Regions from separate parts of the Mus musculus genome. Here region 1 is linked to region 2. Evidence: chromatin contacts called from public promoter capture Hi-C data. All regions are on one chromosome and are shown on one strand. The core of a region is the stretch at or near the end of the contact, and the rest is flanking DNA. Distances in the headings are between cores, read along the strand shown. Region 1 holds the start of Rpl10l (ribosomal protein L10-like). Region 2 holds the start of Mis18bp1 (MIS18 binding protein 1).

Region 1 (2,708 bases), core at 13-2,512, 1.1 Mb after region 2:
CTCTTCTTTGTTGATTCCACTGGGATCCAAATACAAGCAATATAAACTCGGTTGTCACCTATAACCTTTCTGTGATGAAAAAAAGATTGGATCACTGTCTCCTGAGTGTAGGACAATGTAAGGTTTGTCTAGAAAATCCTTTTTCAGTACACCCAACTGTTCTAAGATTGATAACCTGAGGCTATGGGTAATTTTAAAAATAGTATTGACAAGTTTAAAGCAAAACAACCAAAGCTACAGTTGAGATGTAATTTTCATGTTTAATTCTCTATAAAGAACTTCTCACACGTCTTCCAACTTCTCTAGCCACTCTTAATCCAAGATAACAAACAGTACCATTTATACCGTCACCACAAAACATTTGCTACACTGCAGTATACACCAAAAATTTTAAGTACATGGGTCAAAATTGAAAATTCTTTCTCTATAAACTGCAGTTTTCTTGTTTCTTAAGGCAGGTACTTTCCATTGTAATGGTCTATACTATGCAAAGTAACATTCTAAAGTCAATAAACGGAATTAACGTTTTTCAAACTATAACCTCATCTGTACTTCTTTTCTGCCAGCAAAGTCCTCAGGAATGCAGGGCTCGCCACTTGTCCAGAGGACCTCGTTCAGGGATGTATTTGACTCCACAGCCATCAGGGATGAGGCGCTTGGCCGCCACCTTGTCTTCAAATTCATCTGCGTTGAACTTGGTAAAGCCCCACTTCTTGGAGATGTGGATCTTCTGGCGGCCGGGGAACTTGAATTTGGCTCGGCGTAGGGCCTCGATCACGTGCTCCTTGTTCTGCAGCTTGGTGCGGATGGACATGATGACCTGGCCGATGTGGACTCTCGCCACCGTACCTTGTGGTTTCCCGAAGGCGCCTCGCATGCCGGTCTGGAGCCTGTCGGCACCTGCGCACGACAGCATCTTGTTGATGCGGATGACATGGAAGGGGTGCAGCCGCACGCGGATGTGGAAGCCGTCCTTGCCACAGCTCTTCACCATGTACTTGTTGGCGCAGATGCGTGCGGCCTCCAGGGCTTCCGAGGAGAGCTGCTCATACTCGTCCGACACCATGTGGCCGCAGAGTGGAAACTCATCCACCTTCGCCTTCTTCCGACCCAGGTCAAAGATGCGGATCTTCGCATCGGGGACGCCTCGGCAGAAACGGGACTTTGGGTACGGCTTGTTCTTACAGTACCGGTAACAGCGAGCCGGACGACGACCCATGGCGACAGCAGGAACCTCAGCCGTGCGTGCCCACCGCCAGCCGCAAAATGGAGGCCAAATTTCTGTTACCCATCAAGCCTTGCGGGAATCATAGAGACTGAGGAAGACTTGAAGATAGACCTTTCCACTCAATCTCCGGGTCACTCTACGCCTGCGCAGGCCTCAGTGGTAAATACTGAAAGGTTTCTTTCAGGCCGAAGAAAGCCCACCACTGCCCACCGAATTTGGAACTTTGACCTTAAGCTTTGTAGTAGGCTTAAAAACAAAAGTTTACAGCTGGGCGGTGGTGGCGCACACCTTTAATCCCAGCCCTTGGGAGGCAGAGGCAGGCGAATTTCTGAGTTCGAGGCCAACCTGGTCTACAGGGTGAGTTCCAGGACAACCAGGGCTGCACAGAGAAACCCTGTCTCAAAAAGCCAAAGTGGGGGAAAAAAAAGATTTATGGTCATGGTGAATTTCTTAGTGACCCTAGACCCATAACTTTTGATTCCTCTTTTGGGCAAGTGGTTCTGGACTCCTTACTATGTACATGAGTGTGGAGATAAAACGGCATGCTATCTCCATATTTGGCGTACAGAATTAGAGGAGTTAAGTGGTACTAGTCTGTCTCATTTTAGATAAATGTGGAAAAGAAGAAGAGAATATAACCCCTGAAATCCTGTATGGCGTCCTGATTAGGACAGAGGAATAGTTAGGGAAGACTAATCATACGTACTAGGTAGTAACAGAAAAATGGGGCCCAGCATATGTGAAGCCCCAGAGTACAATGAACATGGAACCTTTAAACTAAAAAGGAAGGCTGTAGTGATTGTTAAGGTGCTTCACATATCACAGCTCAACCATTTTACAAATTAGGAGGCTGTTTAGCATAGGCTTTGAAGAATTTTACACAATTATTCTCATTGACTATAGTATGATGAATAGACTTGGTCGCTCAAAAATATATGCAAGAACACAAGAAGGTCATACTTTATAGTACTGAAAAAAATGATGATAACATGAACATTATTTAATATATTTTCACTCATGGATATGTACTGTGTCCGCAGAATGTATCATAAGCCTGGGAAGCAAGAAATCTGTAAGGTAAATATAAAATGACTAATCCGAGTTCATGCAATATTAGGTACTTCTACCTGTCCAGATCTTGCCTTGTGCTTCCAAAATTATAGAATTTTTAAAATAGTGAGTGGTATCATAATGGTTTATCTGATAACCTTTTTCAAAAATTCAGGAAGTAACCAACCCTGGGTTACATGGCCCGAAGTAATATGTCCTACAGAGAATTAGGATGGCGGTTTTCTTTACTGTACTCATGCCTATAACTTCCACATACTCATAAGGAGTCAGAAGGTTAACAGAGAAAGGGAGGCCAGGCTGGCACACTCCATGGGTACTTTTTTGCCTAGCCCCCCACTGTACAATGACCACCCACAATGTACATTATGCTAAGCCAAAGGAAATCAAAACAAAACAAACAAAACCCATA
Region 2 (2,700 bases), core at 129-2,628:
CAGAAGACTCCCCAGTAGAACCCTGCTGCAGCACTTCTACCCAAGCACTGTTACACGCTTGGTGAAATGTATGTGTAAATTTTCTACTAGCATGATATCATGAGGAATGCTTGTGTGGATAAACCAGGCATATTCAAAAGACAAATCCTGCAGGAGATTTAAATAGTAGAGCACCTTACCACCTACCAGCTCCTGCTTCTCCTAGTGACAATTCATTTATAAATCTCAATTCGATGTACTCAACAACAAAAACAATAAGAACATTAAAAACTGCAGAAGGATTAAATGGCAAAACAGACTTGATAGCCACATTTTAAAAAACCCACATCACATGCTTATGAGCATAAGCACGTTAAGAAACCCATAAAACAACAACAACAAACCATACATACTGGCAACATTACACGGATTCAGCAGGTTATAGCTAGGAATATATATGTGTGTGTGTACATATTTGCAACTGTTATTGGTGAAAATGAACCACTGAATTTGAAAGAGAGTAGGGAGGTTTGTAAGGGAGGGTTTGGAGGGAGGAAGGGGGGAGGAGAATCTAAGTAAATTATAATCTCTAAAATAAACAACAACAAATGCGCCTGACTGTACAGTGTTATACTTTAAGGATAGGATGAAGGAACCTTCTGTTTTTCTTTTTTATTATTAGATATTTTCTTCATTTACATTTCAAATGCTATCCCCAATACCCCCCCCAAACCCACCCACTCCTGCTTCCTGGCCCTGGCATTCCCTCATAATGAGGCATATAATCTTCGCAAGACCAAGGGCCTCTCCTCCCATTGGTGGCCTTGTACAAGGCCATCTTCTGCTACATATGCAGCTAGAGTCAAGAGCTCTGGGGTACTGGTTAGTTCATATTATTGTTCCACCTATAGGGTTGCAGACCCCTTCAGCTCCTTGGGTACTTTCTCTAGCTCCTTCATTGGGGGCCCTGTGTTCCATGGAACTTCCTGTTTTCCAAACAAAATCTCTAACATCTACAGATGCCTGCAACAAGCATGGTATTCAATCCTAAGAACGCATAAGCGGCTGCCTCTAGGAATGCTGGGTCCGGAGACAAAGAGTTGGGCATTCCCACGCTACTCCTCACGGAGACTTCGGATTTTAGAACAAATCTCGGGCGCTAGGGCAGCAATGTTAACGAGCGAACAGAGCAGAAGTTAGACGCCCGAGAAGAGTCAGGCGGGGACCCGGCCGATCGGTCCGCGAGGCTGAGCGAGCAGAGGACCTACCTTGGTGAGGACAGCAGCTCGAGGCCGTGGTTACCCAGGGCTCGCAGCGCCTCAGACCCACGGAGGCCCGGGCAAGGGCTCCACGCGTGTCCGCAGACTGAAACTCCGCTCGCCTTCCTCGTCCACTTCCCCAGCACGGACAAATAGCGCTGGATTTCAAATCCCGAGAGCCCGCCCCCCGGTGCCTGCGATTGGCCCGCGCAGAGGTTGCGACACGGCGCGTCTTCCGGAACTCCAGGAAACAGGAGCACAGCCCAGAGCGGCCCGAGGCTGTGAGAGCGGAAAGCGTCCGACCGAAGCCCCTCGGTTGCTCGTGGAGTTTGTTTCTCTCCACAAGGCGGGCCCCCGGGAGCGCCTCGCCACTCCTCCCGTGATGCTCCGCGGGGAGAAAACCCCACGACGGTTGACGCCCAGCGGCGCTTACCGAGGCGCGATTTACTAAATTTGACCCTTGCGGGCCACACTTGTTAGTTCTAGGCTGCGCTTTCTCAGTGTAGTCCGTTTCTGAGGAGAAAAACTGCTTTAGAGAGTTTGAAAGAATTTTTCTTTCAGTTTGCTGTTTAGATTTTCTTCGGGCCAGGAAAAAAAAAAAAAAAAAGTTGCTCCCAAGTAGTAGACTGAACTGGCTCTTCCAGAGGTCCTGAGTTAAATTCCCAGCAACCACATGGTGGCTCACAACCATCTGTAATGGGATCGGATGCCCCCTTCTGGTGTGTCTGAAGACAGCTACAGTGTTCTTTATAATAAATCTTTGGGCCGGAGGGTGGCGCACGCCTTTAATCCCAGCACAGAGGCAGAGGCAGGCGGATTTCTGAGTTCGAGGCCAGCCTGGTCTACAAAGTGAGCTCCAGGACTATACAGAGAAACCGTCTCCAAAACAAAACAAACAAAAAAATTCAATTCCCAACAACCACATGAAGGCTCAACCTTGTACACAACCATATCTGTACAACTATAGTGTACTCAATATACATAAAATAAATAAATTAATCTTTAAAAAAAAAATCTAAGGACCATAGTAGAATTTCTTTTCTCAGTGAATGTCGGTTGCAGTGCGTTTTGTGGCACTGGTTCCTGAAGTCTGTTTTGCCACTTGATAGTACATGCCTGTTATCCTAAGACTGGGAGGTTGAGGCAAGAGGATGGAGAATCAATCGGAGGGCAGCCTGTAGTATGTGTTGGGGCTCTGAAAGGAACTGCTTCCCCTACAGATGTGTTATATCTCTTCCTCAGCTGCCAGGGAAGGTATCCACAAAGCTGGCATAGCAGTTCTGCTCCAGCGGTTGAGACACAACACACCTCACACAGGAGAGTGGTTGCCTTTAGAAGAAGCAGGGACCTGAGCTTGATTGAGGCAGGGATATTATATTGGAATTCTTGGCGGGGGACCCCGAGGGTGGAGACCGAGGGACTCTGTTTCTTAACCTTAGTCTTGGGCTTGCGATCAAGTAAA

What was found. Promoter capture Hi-C pulls out the DNA fragments that hold promoters and counts their contacts.
Region 1: a contact with region 2 is called in a promoter capture Hi-C map of embryonic stem cells, with 6 times the contacts expected there. The contact joins the promoter of Rpl10l here to the promoter of Mis18bp1 in region 2. A contact is called at or near these places in 1 of 39 promoter capture datasets (embryonic stem cells), 1 of 484 Hi-C or Micro-C datasets (embryonic stem cells), 1 of 115 datasets of contacts at active chromatin or transcription factors (embryonic stem cells) and 1 of 9 other capture datasets (embryonic stem cells).

The regions. Positions count from the first base shown.
Region 1 is chr12:66,283,139-66,285,846 of GRCm38.p6, forward strand. It overlaps Rpl10l (ribosomal protein L10-like), which reads right to left and starts at 1,263. Exons shown (of 1, transcript NM_001162933.1): 1 at 241-1,263. The coding sequence starts at 1,219. The coding sequence ends at 575.
Region 2 is chr12:65,171,202-65,173,901 of GRCm38.p6, forward strand. Mis18bp1 (MIS18 binding protein 1) reads right to left here and starts at 1,379. Exons shown (of 14, transcript NM_172578.2): 1 at 1,248-1,379.